Regions from separate parts of the Macaca mulatta genome. Here region 2 is linked to region 1. Evidence: chromatin contacts called from public Hi-C data. All regions are on one chromosome and are shown on one strand. The core of a region is the stretch at or near the end of the contact, and the rest is flanking DNA. Distances in the headings are between cores, read along the strand shown.

What was found. A called contact is a pair of places that touch in the nucleus more often than the background predicts.
Region 2: a Hi-C map of fetal cortical plate shows a contact between it and region 1, with 1.9 times the contacts expected there. The contact joins the promoter of TTL here to the promoter of ZC3H8 in region 1. A contact is called at or near these places in 5 of 14 Hi-C or Micro-C datasets (CD4 T cells, blood, fetal cortex germinal zone and 2 more).

Annotation. Positions count from the first base shown.
Region 1 is chr13:22,387,674-22,394,881 of T2T-MMU8v2.0, reverse strand. ZC3H8 (zinc finger CCCH-type containing 8) reads left to right here and starts at 2,680. Exons shown (of 10, transcript XR_013402646.1): 1 at 2,680-2,861.
Region 2 is chr13:22,566,863-22,574,070 of T2T-MMU8v2.0, reverse strand. TTL (tubulin tyrosine ligase) reads right to left here and starts at 3,620. Exons shown (of 7, transcript NM_001266278.1): 1 at 3,452-3,620. The coding sequence starts at 3,608.

The DNA.
Region 1 (7,208 bases), core at 1,431-3,930:
AATCATGCATCATCACTTTTGCCACATTGTATTTGTTAGAAATAAATCAGTAAACCCTATCCACATTAAAGAAGAGGGGACTAAGTCTCCACCTTTTGCAGGGAGAAGTGTTAAGGAATTTTTGAACACGTTTTAATATGACCACACCATCCACTGATTTTGTTTTTTGTTTTTTCGGTTTTTTTTAGACGGAGTCTCACTCTGTCGCCAGGCTGGAGTGCAGTGGCGCGATGTCGGCTCACTGCAACCTCCGCCTTCCAGGTTCAAGCGATTATCCTGCCTCAGACTCCCAAGTAGCTGGGCCTACAGGTGCGCGCCATCCTGCCCAGCTAATTTTTGTATTTTTAGTACAGACGGGGTTTCACCATGTTGGCAGGACGGTCTCTGTATCTTGACCTCGTGATCCACTGACGTTGGCCTCCCAAAGTGCTGGGATTACAGGTGTGAGCCACTGCGCCCGGCCCCATCCACTGATTTTTTAAAATTTCAGGATTATATTTTTTATTTCTAGAAGTTCTACTTGGTTACTTCTCCCCAGTTCCTCTATGACATTTTTTATAGTTTCTTTTTTATTAGTTAGATATTACCATATAGTAAACTACTTAAAAACTTAGTGACTTAAAACAGGAACCATTTATTTAGCTCACAATTAATGTGGGTTAGTAATTTGGACTGGGATCATCTGAGAGTCTTCGGTTCTCTGCAGGACTTCATCATGTGTGTGCTCAGCTGTATGCTGCCTAGGAGGCTTTGCTTTTAGGGTTTTGCTAGCTGTTGACTGGGTGTTTTCGCTCTCCTCCATTTGCCTTATCTTCCACATGTCTCTCCCTTATCGTCAGCAGGGTAGCCTGAACTTATTGTCCTGAAGAAAGCAGGCATAGAAGAGAGAGCAGACACATACAAAGCCCCTTGGGGCCTTGGCTTGGTATTGGCAGGCCACTTCTGCATTCTACTAGCTAAAACAAGCTGTTCTATGAGGCAAAGTCAACTTAGATTAAAGAGGAGGTGAAACCGATCCTACCTCTTTGTGGGAGGAGCTGCAAAGTCACACCGCAAAGGACATGGATACGGGAAAAGTTGGAGAATTTGGGGCCATTTTTGGCATCAATCTAACACAAACATATGTAGCCTTTTATATAGTCTTTGTCTGAAAATGCTAGTGTCTGATGCCTTTGCAGGTCAGATGTTTTAGCTGCTTTTTACCTGCTAATCGAATTTTCATTTGTGTCTGGTTATCTTTTGCTGTATGCTGGACATTTTATATAAAAAAATGTGTATAGTAACCATTTGAGTTCTATAATAGTGCTTCCTGCTAAAGAGGGAGTAATTCTAGTTTTCATTTCCTTAATTCATTTTTTCCTCTCCATTTTTAGTAATGATTCATGTTCCATAGGTGATTGCCTATAACATAAACAACACGGGAAAGTAGAATTTCCCCAGGGAAGATGTCTGGCTTCATATAGTTCCCTTCACTAATTGGTAGAGGGATCCTGACTCATGCCAAGAATCAGTTCCTTCACTTACAGAAGCAAGTCAGGTTCTCTATCATTGGCCCAAACTAGGGTTTGCGCCTTCCTTTCTACTATTGCCTTAAATGGTATTACACTGAGCAAAACTGAGCAATTCCCCGTTCTGCAACAGCATGCTCTGTTTTCCTGCCTTAATACAATTCTCTCTACTTGGAATGCCCATTTACTCTTAACTTCATCTTTTCCTATGGAAATATCTCAAGACCCAGCCCAAATACTCCCTTCTCAAGAAGCCTTCCCAACTGGATGCAATTTTTTCCCTCTTCTGAATCCTCTTAGTATTTGATACTTTTTAATGGACTTTTCGGTCTTGAGGTTACTTGTGTATTCATTTTAATCCCATTCAATTGTAGAGACCCTACAAGTTACATTACCAGACTACATATCTGCTTATTCATTTCAAAAATGTGGATGGTAATAGAACATCTTTTACAGGGCTGTTGTGAGGATTAAGTTAGCTAACATATGAAACGCTATTTCTAAGGAATAGTAGTGGAGTGCTCAGATCAATGTTAGCTGTTACTACCATCCCTTAGAAATACTGTGATTTTGATGGAACAGTTTTCACCAAGGTGAAAGCAGAATCCTAACAAATCCTTTTAAAAATTCTGGGCTGGGGCCGGTCGGGGTGGCTCACGCCTGTAATCCGAGCACTTTGGAAGGCCGGGGCGGGCGGATCACAAGGTCAAGAAATCGAGACCATCCTGGCCAACATGGTGAAACTCCGTCTCTACTAAAAATATGACCAACATGGCGAAACCCCGTCTCTACTAAAAATACAAAAATTAGCCGGGCGTGGTAGCATGCACCTGTAATTCCAGCTACTCAGGAGGCTGAGGCTGGAGACTTGCTTGAACCCGGGAGGCGGAGGTTGCAGTGAGCCGAGATCATGCCACTGCGCTCCAGCCCGGACGACAGAGCTAGACTCTGTCTCAAAATAGATAAATAAATAAATAATAAATTAAGTAATTTAATTAAATTAAAGTCTACTATCTGAGGTAATAGACGAAAAAGCCTACGGAAGGGCAACAACGGCGGCGCCTGCGCAGAGCCGAGGCGAAGGTGGCAGGGAAGGAGCGGGCTTGCCCAGAGTCGCGGAGGGCGGCTCGGCGCATGTGCGGGGTGGGTGGGGCTGCGCGGGGCGGAGCCTGTGGCCCTGGTGCGGCTCTGGGTCCGTCCTGTCGCGTCCCAGTTGTCACTCTCTCGGGTTGTTACTCTGTAGTTTCCCGGCTCGCGAAAGGGAGGACCTGTCTGGGTCATGGATTTTGAGAATCTTTTCTCAAAACCCCCCAACCCGGCCCTCGGCAAAACGGCCACGGACTCTGACGAAAGGTGATCCCCCATCTTTTCATCCTTTGAATGCAGGGGCTCAGCGGGACTCCGCCTCTTAGTTTCTTCAGGATTGGAGGCCGTCCGGAACCACGTCCGGGCCGCGTCGGGAGAGCCCGTGGGGAGCACGTGGGCCGGCCGGACGCCACCGTCTGACCTATAGAGGTCGTGCAGGGTCCGGGTGGGAGCAGAAGCTGAACACGGGGCTCAGGCGTAGGCCGCCACGGCCGGGGCTGCCGAGAGCCTGGGCGGGGGAGCGGGGTGGAAGCGAGAAGGCTCCGGGATGCGCCCCTTTCTCTGCACAGCAGCGGGTTAGGAGCCCGCTTCTGTGGTCCGGTAGCGTCTGTCTTTACTATTGCTTGGTTCCACGAGACCGTAAACTCCCAGAGGACACTGATTGGACCTTTTTCACTGACACATGCTAGGCTCTTTTCTGTAGAAAGGACGAAATCACAAGTTTATTAAAAGGTAAAGAATAGGGAATACTCTGCCATTAGTCCACCGATTGACATGGAAAGACCCTAAAGACCACAATAAAGCAACAGACATCATTTGGACTTAAAATTTCCATTAGGTTGGAAAAGCAAAGGAGACTTTTGGTCAAATGGCCCTAATTTGTAGATTTCATTTTTGGAGCAGTGCATAGTGCTTACACCCAGATAGATGTTCATTCTTTTTATTCTTTGAATTTGAAATGCTAAAAAGTATCTTTGTTCTTAAACCTACGTCTTTTATTTCCCTCAACTGAGATATATTTCCAATTATGGTTGATTTTACCTCTCGATATTGCTCAGCTGTTCACTCTATCTCAAATTTTAACTGATCATCCAGAGCTTTACCTCGTGCTTTACATGAAATCATTTAATCCTCAAAACAAACTTGAAGATGATGCTGTCTTTGTTTTACAAATGGGAAAATGAGGCACGGAGAGGCTAAATAACCTGCCGAGATTGCACAGTGGAAGTGGAAAAACTATGTCCAGGACCCATGATTTTATCACCAAGCTTCTCATGCAAAATGACTAAAATAAAATAAGGCCTATAAATATTGGAAAGAGACAAAGACTCTAATTACTTGCAGATGATATAATTTACTAAGAAAAATAACTGGAACTAATTGATACGTTGTAAAATACATAAGAATTCATCACCAAAAAAAAAAAAAGATAACAACATGTAAAAATCCCAACAGCAGCTATCAGTTTGAAAGTGTATTGGACGAAAATTCTATTCCCAAAAACTTGACTGCAATACATAAAAGACACTTGGAATTTTGCCAAAATGATGGGTGAAGGATGGTATGGAAGTATGGTGAGCTGTCCATATTATTTGCCCATTTTTCTTCTTTTTGGTCTTTTTCAAATTCTAGGATCTCTTATTTGAGAGTACTTTACTCCCAATTGTCATGCCTATGGCATTATTTTTCAAGGTATAAAGGAATGGGGATGTTGTGGTTTTGTTTTATCCAGTCAAATGAATCAGTCTTTTCTCATATGGTTTCTGGTTTTTTTCCTAGTAATTTGTGATGGGAGTACTTCTCATTCATTCAAAAAATCGTATTCAGCACCTGCTATGGCCTTGGGGATATAGCGGTAAATGAACAAGAGATGAAAATTTCTGTACTAATGAATTTACGTTATTAGGGGGAGGGGGAGACAAACAATACATAAATATATCGTATTTAAATACCCTGAGAAAATGAATGAAGGCTAAGGGGAAAATAAGTACTGTTGGGGTGGTAGGGAGGGGGCAGATTTTTTTATTTTTTTATTTTTATTTATTTATTTATTTTTTGAGACGGAGTCTTGCTCTGTCGCCCAGGCTGGAGTGCAGTGGTGCAATCTTAGCTCGCTGTAAGCTCCACCTTTTGCTTTGGCACCATTCTCCTGCCTCAGCCTCCGGAGTAGCCGGGACCACAGGCGCCTGCCACCACACCCGACTAATTTTTTTGTATTAGTAGAGATGTGGTTTCACTGTGTTAGCCAGGATGGTCTCGATCTCCTGACCTCGTGATCCACCCACCTCCGTCTCCCAAAGTGCTGGGGGATTACAGGCGTGAGCCACCGTGCCCGGCCAGGCGGGTGTAGATATTTTAAGAAGGTAGATAAGGAAAGCCTCACTGATAACGTTGGTAAGTTTTAAAAACCTGTGTAGGGACCTGAAGGAGGTGAGGGGGTTTCATAGTCTAGAGGAGTGGAGAGGAGTCTGTGTAAAGGTCCTCAGGGGAAGTGAGCTTGGTGTGATTGCGTTAGGGGAGCAGAGTGGCCAGAAGGACAGCTGGGGTGGAGTAAGAGGGACTTGGAAGTCTGCGAGGTATTGGGGTAGGGTTATGGGAGCCCAATCATGGAGTAACTGGTAGGTGCCAAAATAAGGACTTTGGCTTTTACTCTGAATGAGACAACAGACCATTGGAGGGTTTTTCAGCAGAGTGACATTTGAAATATTTTAGCAGGGTCATTCTAGTTGTGTTGAGAGTAGAATGTAGGGGTGCCAGAGCAGCTCGGATTGTTGTATTAGTGGCAAGAAGTGGTCAAATGTGGGTATGTTGAAGATAGAACAAACTGGATTTCCTCCGAGATTGGATGGGGATGTAAGAGAGGAATCAAGATTGACTTTAAGGTTTTGGTGGGGATCTTGAGAGGCATGGCGCTGCCGATTTAGATAGCAAGAAGGATTAGGCTTCAGAGAGAAGAGCAAGAGTTCAGTGTTGGATGTTTTAAGATTACATATGTCTAGTAGATGTTCAGGTGGTTATGTTGAGTAGGAAGTTAGCTCTGTTTGGTTTTAAGAGGAGGGGTTTGGGCTGGAGACTTGGATATTGAAATCAACTACATACAGATGATATTCATAGTGATGATATGGAAAGTGATAGCCTAGAATGAGAATATAGACAAAGAGAAGAGGTGAGAACTGACTTTTAAAGTCGTGAAGATGAGGAACCAACAAAGGAGACTGACAAGTTGTAGCTGTGAGGAAAGAAGAAACTAGAAGAGCCCACTATCCCTGAAGCTAAGAACATGTTTTACACAGAAGAGGTGGTCAACTCTGTCCTATCTGCTCATAGGTCTAATATGGGTGCTGAGTATTGTAGACCTTCATAGTGAAAGTAGACATCTATTTAGAATGGGCAGTGTTGAATAACAGTGTGATTGTAGGGCAGATACTTGGGAGCCCTGCCTGCCTGCTGGGGCTCAGATCTCAGCTCCACCATGTATTAGCTCTGTGACAAGTTACATATCCTTTCTGTGATTGTTTTCTCATCCGTAAAATGGGCTTTTAGTATGTATGTCATAACACTGTTGTTTGTGATAAGTGTTACGTGTATGGAGCAGCATCTGGCACAGAGTAAGCATCATTCAAGTGTTGGATGATGCTGTTACTGCTATCAAGGTCATTATTGTCATTATTCCTCTGCCTAAGGAGAGGTTGCCTCCTACTCCATCAGGTGATTCATTACTGGAAAGTGTAGCAATAAAGGTTCACAAGTATTTGGGATTTTTGGTTCTTGTAATGGTGGCTTCGATAGAAGGCTCACAACTTGGTACCTCATCTGATGGATGTAACTCAGGAGCTCTGAGTCAGTGTAAACTGTTGAATTGGACAAAGCCGTGAAGCCTGAGCTCCTGTAACCTTGAAGGAAGAGCCAGAGAGCCACTGTTCACATTCTCCTTGTGCTGTCAGTGCTTTCCCTTTGTAACATGTTTCCTTGAGATGGGACATATTGCCCAATTCCTTGCCTTTATCTGGTGTATAACTCATATTTTTTTTTTTTTTTTTTTTTTTTGAGACGGAGTCTCGCTCTGTCGCCCAGGCTGGAGTGCAGTGGCCGGATCTCAGCTCACTGCAAGCTCCGCCTCCCGGGTTTACGCCATTCTCCTGCCTCAGCCTCCCGAGTAGCTGGGACCACAGGCGCCGCCACCTCGCCCGGCTAATTTTTTGTGTTTTTAGTAGAGACGGGGTTTCGCCGTGTTAGCCAGGATGGTCTCGATCTCCTGACCTTGTGATCCGCCCGTCTCGGCCTCCCAAAGTGCTGGGATTACAGGCTTGAGCCATCGCGCCCGGCCATAACTCATATTTTAATTCACAGCTTTTTCCAATCTTGTGTTCAGTAGTCCCACTTACTAAGACACTGTTTTCTTCAGCTCCCTGTATCTCTAGTATCAACCATTATTTAGATACACCTATACATTTTATTGGCTTCTTTGTTCACCAGTTTCTTATATTTCCCATCCCTCTTGGGTTCATATTTAGTTTCGCTGGAATATGCTCAAGTAATTGTCTCAGACTGTTATATATATGCATGGTCAACTTCTCAGTCCTGTAAGTCTAAAAACAGTTCTTCTTTTTCGTC
Region 2 (7,208 bases), core at 2,371-4,870, 180 kb before region 1:
AGAGGAGGCTCAGAAGGGACACAGAACAGGTGGGGAATGACAGTGCCAGCAGCAGCAAGCAGGAGAGAGGACAGCTGTGTCACGCCCAGCTTTTCTCTCTCTCATCTCAGGACTGGCTGTTATAAAATGGAAAATGGAACAATTTTGTTTCTCTGTCCCCAGGGACCCTCTTTCTCTCCATATCCCGCTGGCAACCTTCGGTCTCCCCACAATGGATATTATAATATCAACCTCGTAGGCTTGCCAAGGCTGCTGCTACCTTTGTTTGTATTTTCTTATTAGGGTAGAGGGTATTGAGGGTATTTTTCATTTCACCTCTCCCTGACTGCACATTGCATTCCCCTCCAGGCTTAACACATACAGACTTGTCACTCTGTACAGTAAGGCTACTTTTTTAACAGTCATGCTTTCCATATCCGTAACCTGGTTTTCTACACCAAGGAAGGAAGGAGAACCAGAATGATGCTGGTTTCAAGCAAGTGTATCTCTGCAAGCTTCTAGGAGGTGAAGGAAGGTAGTGGAAAGGCCATGTGTATAAGATCAGAAGCCCTGAGAGCTTTCTTCTGTGCCTCATTCCACAGGGAAACTAATTTTCAACAGCTCTTATTACCTGTGGCCTTTTTTAGAAAATTAGAGCAGAAAGGATACAAAGAAAAACAAATTTTTATTAAAAATAAAAAGTGTTGTCAGCCGGGCACTGAGGCACATGCCTGTAATCCTGGCAGTCTGGGAGGCTGAGGCGGGTGAATCACCTGAGATCAGGAGTTCAAGACTAGCTTGGCCAACATGGCAAAACCCCGTCTCTACTAAAACCACAAAAACTAGCTGGGCATGGTGAAGCACACCTGTATTTCTAGCTACTTGGGAGGCTGAGGCATGAGAATCACTTGAACCTGGGAGGCAGAGGTTGCAGTGAGCCGAGATCCCACCACTGCACTCCAGCCTGGGCAATAGGTGTGGTCAGAATTCATTTCAAAAAAAAAAAAAAAGTGAGACTTCATTTCAAAAAAAAAAAATGCAATAAAATAAAAAATGTTTTGTTTCAAATCTTAATAAAACGCATCATATTTCCAGTAATAAAATCAAAGTAAGACCAAAGGACTTTTCAGTTGAAAATGCCAGAAGTAAGAATAATTTATCTGAGAATGGCATACAGTCAAATCAAAAGTTTCAGGCAGGCATTAGCTGGCTCTCACTGGTTTCCCTGAGCAGACAGACCTGATTCCCACCTGAACTGCCTACCTTCTTATCCACAGGGCATCTGCCTTCTAGAGCCTTTACCTGGCTCTATAAATCTTATCCTTGGCTTTCATGTAGTACACTTTAAGCAAAAGGTAAATATCCCTTAACAGTGATGGCATATAGCCAATTTCGTTGTAGGATGCTGTTTTCTTTCCCATAAAAACCAAATGTTGGACAGGCGCAGTGGCTCAGGCCGGTAATCCCAGCACTTTGGGAGGACGGAGTGGGTGGATCACCTGAGGTCAGGAGTTTGAGACCAGCCTCACCAACATGGCGAAACCCTGTCTCTACCAAAAATACAAAAAATTAGCTGGGCATGGTGGTGCGCGCCTGTAATCCCAGCTACTTGGGAGACTGAGGCAGGAGAATCGCTTGAGCCCAGGAGGGGGAGGTTGCAGTGAGCCGAGATCATGCCACTGCACTCCAGCCTGGGCCACAGGGTGAGACTCTGTCACAAAAAAAAACAAAACACACACACACACACACACACAAACACACAGCTCAAACGTTTACTGATCATCTCCTGAATTTGTGGTATCTGTACAGGATTCAAATTCTGTAGGCTTCTGCTTCTCATTCCAAGGCTTAAGCACCAGGGTAATGCCAGTCACTCCTACCCCTGCCTGGGCGGAGCCACGTTTGTTGTTTTTAATGTTAGGATTCCACCTAAGCTTTCACAGCCAAGCACTGCCAAGAATATAGAGGGATGTCAGGAAGTCTGGAAAGGGAAGTGGACAATGCAAGGAAGAAATAATTGTTCTCAACTATAAGCAATTCTTCATCTCCTTTAGGATCATGTATTCTCTTCGCTAGGGTCTTCCTGACACCGGTTAACAAAAGGGAGTCTCCAGGCACAGTCTCCATATTCTGAGATTCCTGGGTGTTCAAATGGGTCCTTCCATGGAGTCACCATTCTACATCATAAACTTGTATACCAACGAAAAGTTGTCCCAGGTACTATCAAAATAATCGAACAACTTTACACTGCAGCTCTTCATTCCTCCAACGATTTGAGTTTTACACAGCCCCCCTCGCCCCCCAAAGGCTCTGTCTATGGAAGCTCACCAATGACCAGTCAATTCCAAATGGCCTATATTCAGTTTTTACCCATTCGAATTCTGACCACACCTATTTCTAAAAACTGTTTCCTCTCCTGGACATAGAACACTGCTCTCTCTGGGTTGTCCTCCAAGGTAGAGGTGACTCTTCCTCTGTAACAATTTTTCCCTTGTCTTTGGAATACAATTGGCCCCCACCTCTGGTGAATTCTGGCAAGGAACATGGCTCCCCAGAGAGAAGCTGCAATTCCCAGATGACTGTGCAGAGAGGGAGGCCATGAGACTATGCTCAGGTCAATGGGATGTGAGTTGAACTGATCTGGGCAACTTCTGGATGACATCATTTACAAAGGAGCCGCTAGTCCCCTCCTATCTCCTGCGTTTTCCTACAAGTGAGTATGGTGGTGCCCAGCCAGCTTCAACCATGTGGATGAAGGTAATTCCCTCGGGGAGAACAGGGAAGAGAGGGAGGGCGAGACACAGACTCCTGTAAGACCTTAATCCAATGCAGAACTGCGAAAACATGTTATTTGGTGAAACTAAGGAAAGGTTTATAATCAGACACCCCTACACGCTTCCCTGGGCTAGGGTCTCTTCTGCAACTCCTGCTTTTGGAATCCAGGGATCTTTTCTAAATCTTCTGACCGTTCCTCCGCCCCTTCGGGTGGCAGAAGCCTCAGGGGTTTCAACACCTTCAGCTCCCCCGCCCCCTGCGCCCACGCCAAGCAGGGAGAAATTCTCAGTGAGGAAGAGCTGCAAGATGACTCCAGCCTACGCCGGCCGCCGGCTCTGCGGAGCCGCGCCCTGCGCCGCTCTCGGCGCGGCGGACCGGCCCGATTTGGAGGCGTCGGCCCGGGGGAGCAGCTATACTCCCGCGTCAGGTCCCAGCCCCGGCGGCCGGTCATTGTCAGGAGGCAGCTGCGGCCCCGAGTGGCCGCACCGCGACTCCGACTCTAAATCCGAGTTAAGAGACAAGAAAGCATTAAAAACGACAGGTTTCGATCTTTCCGAATCCCATTTTTGATATGCCCAAGAAGCAACCAAGGGGAAGATTTATGACCTTTAAAAACAAAAGCGCTGGTTCTAACGGGCCGCGGGAGGCGCGCAGGGCCGCTCCGGGGAGGGCAGGCAGGAATTTGGGAAGGGCTCACCCAGTCTCCCGAAGGGCAGCCGGTTCCTCTCTCCCAACATCAGGTTGAACCTGGGGTTGTCTCGCCGCAGCCTCTTCCAGTGACCGGTGGCGAGGAGCAGCCGGGAGACTTCGGCGTAGACGCTGCTGTTCTCATCGCGCACCACGAAGGTGTACATGGCGAAGGGCCGCGCGCCCAGGCCGCCGGGCAGCCGCCGCAGGGACCAGCCGGCCGAGAAGGCGGCTCAGCGCCGATCCCGCCCGGGCGCCCGCCGCGGCCCGGCCGCCGCTGCCCGCCCCGGCTGCCGTGCCTCTCCGGTGCCGGCGGCGCAGCGCCCGGGCGCCCGCGCGTCTGCCGGAGTGGAAAGCGCCGCTAGCACGCCCGCCCACCCCGGCGCGGCCCCGCCTCTGGCCCGTGATTCCGCGCGGCCCGGCCCCGCCGCGCTCTGGAGAGGCCGGTGGGCCGCGGCGCGCCTTCTTGGTACCCTCCCCGGGGCGGCGGCGGCGGCGCAGGGTTGGGAACCCGCGGCGGTGGGCGCGGCTTTACTGCAGCGCGCGGACTGTGCAGTGGAACCAGAGTCCGGGCCTGGGGCGGTTCCTCCCAAGCTCAGGGTCGCAGCCGGAGGGCGGGGCCGGCGGAAGATCCCAGTTTGCAGATTTCTGTCTGGGTTTTTCTTCTATTGCCAAAGGACCTTTTATGGATAAAACCCAAAAGTTCTAAGGCCCGGTCCTGTGGCCTAGGGAAGAAGCGCTTCCCCTTCCTCTTTGCTTAACGACTACGGAGACTCGGAGCGTCGGTTTTGTTTGGGTCGAGTGCTCCTTCCTTCGGCTGAGACCGGGGTGGCGCACGGCCAAGGGGATGACCTTAGACTCCGCTGGTGGAAGCAGGTCCCGAACCGGCCCCCTGGAGCCCTGGGCTTCGCTCTCTTCCTGCCTTTTACCGGCATTCAGCCACTTGCTTTCCCTTCTCCGGACCTCGATTTCCCCTTATGAGCGGCGGAAAGTGACTCTTAAAAGTCCCTTCGGTTCTGACAGCCCACTCTGAAGAACATGTTGCTGCATTTGAGGGACAAAGAGAGGACAATGATATCAGAGTTCCCACAAGCTTTCTACACTCCCTCATAAACTACCCGCATCAGCCCTGCGCCTTGCATCTTTTACTCTCCTTTAGAGAAAGAGCACCCTGTTCCCCGATGCTCACCTTATCTACCCGAGCATATTGTAAAAGCGACCTTCTCCCTCTCATAGTTGCCCAAAGTCCACAGGGCCGCCAGGCACTCACTCGCTCGTCTTGCGCACCGGCTCCACCTGTAGGCATTCGCTGGCTGTGGAGAGCTTGCTCAGAGCAGAAATGGGGCAGACTCGGAGCTTCTGGATGCTTGCATTTCCTCCAGAGGGATAGAGTTGGTCGAGAATGCCCTGCGGGGAGGCATGTGTCCTAGGCGTGTTGCGGTGGTCCTCTGTAGGGTGGAGCTTCAGTTGTCCGCAGCTGTAACTTGCTCATCAAGGCCTCTTCTGTTGGCTTGCTTCCTTTCCCTGACTCACTACCCCAATCACCTCCCAAAAAACTACTGTACTTGTGCTCAAATTCTTGTTCTAGGGGCCACCTTTTGGGGCAACTCGAGCCAGGACGCTGTATTTTGCCGCTTGTCACAGCTGATTACCTTGAAAGTGACGTCCACTCCCACCATGCTACATCCGTTCCTCCCACCCACTGACGACTTCTGCGCCACAGGTGGCTTCTCTCTGCCACTCCACAACCGTGGATCTCATTAGGAAAACCAGTGACCTTTGAATTTCCAAATTCAGAAGCCACCTTTTTCCTTTTTCTCACTCTTTGTAGTGAGCACCATTTTTGTTTGTTTTAGCTGTAGGTTCTCTATGGTACTACTTATTCCCCACCCCACTTTTTTTGAGACAGGGTCTCACCATGTTACCCAGGCTGGTCTCGAACTCCTAAACTCAAGCCATCCTCCCACCTCAGCTTCCCAAACTTGGGATTACAGGCGCGAGCCACCACACCCAGCTTATTCCCTTTTCTTTGTAAGATAACTCATCTTCCCTCCTTGGAATTTTTTTTTTTTTTTTTTTTTTTTTTTTTTTTTTTTGTATGAGAGGGAGTCTTGCAGTGTCGTCCGGACTGGAGTGCAAGGGCGCGATCTCGGCTCACTGCAACTTCCACCTCCGGGTTTCAAGCGATTCTCCTGCCTCACCCTCCTGAATAGCTGGCACAGGCCACCATACTTTTTATATTTTTGTATTTTTAGTAGAGACAGGGTTTCACCATATTGGCCAGGCTGATCTCAAACTCCTGACCTCCAGTGATCTGGCCGCCTTGGTCTCCCAAAGTGCTGGGATTATAGGCATGAGCCGCAGCACCTGACCCCCCTTGGAACCCGTTTTTTTGTGGCTTTTTGTGGGATTAACAGTGTCTGTTACTGATAAAAGAAATGAATATCTGGGCTTGGTCCAACAGGATTACTCTCTACCACTTTTGCCACAGCGACTGGCGACTGGTAAAACATAGGAAAGTCGTCCAAATCAGACCAATCTGATGGAACACTATCTGTGTGGGATAGCTTGCCACTATCTTGCTGTCTTATAGGGGGATAATCCGTTCTGAAAATTCAACTTTCCCTCCACCCTAGCATTAAGCCCCTAGTATTAAGCATTAAGCTCCTAGCATTAAGCCATGGACATGTGAATATATTCTTGCCACTAGAATGTGAGCAGGTGATATGTATCACTTCCTAGCTTAGACCTCAGAATTTGGTTGTGCCTTCTTCTTCTGGAGACAGGACGTACAGTCAGCAGCAATATTGGAACAAAGAATGTAAGGAATTTGCCAAAACTGGCTGTATCCTGGGTTATAAAGTAAACTCCAGCAATTTCGAAAGATTGAAATAATTCTAAACACTTTTCTGACAATAGTGGAATTAAGTTGCATGGAGATTAAGTGATATTGTACACTACTAAATAACCCATGAGTCAGTGAAGAAATCACAACAATATAAGAAAGTATTTTCTTTTTTTTTTCTTTTTTGAGACGGAGTCTCACTCTGTCACCCAGGCTGGAGTGCAGTGGCACGATCTTGGCTCACTGCAAGCTCTGCCTCCCAGGTTCACACCATCCTCCTGCCTCAGCCTCCCAAGTAACTGGGACTACAGGCATCTGCCACCACGCCCGGCTAATTTTTTTGTGTTTTTAGTAGAGATGGGGTTTCACCGTGGTCTCGATCTCCTGACCTCGTGATCCACCCGTCTTGGCCTCCCAAAGTGCTGGGATTACAGGCATAAGCCCGGTCAAGAAAGTATTTTCTAACTGAATGACAATAAAGATATGGCATATCAAAACTGGTAGGATACAGCTAAAGCTGTTTTTAATACAAATTTACAATCTAAAGCACATACGTTTTTTAAAAAAGACTGAAAATCAATTATCTAAGCTTCCATCTCATGAAACTAGAAAAACAATAATAAGTAAAACCCAAACTAAGTAGAAGAAAATAAATCATAAGGGAAGAAATCAAGGAAGTAGAAAATAAACGTACAATAAAGGAATCAACAAAGGCAAAGGAGGTATATTTAAAAATTTTTTAAATTGTTAAGCATTCAAGACCAACAAATGAAAGGAAGAACAATCAAAGTTAAAGTGAAAAAGGTCAGATGCAAGAAGATTTAACAATATTTTTAAACAAATTTTTTAATGAAAAAAGAAACATCACTGGAGATCCTGAAGATATTAAAAACAGTAAGATCCGGCCAGGCACGGTGGCTCA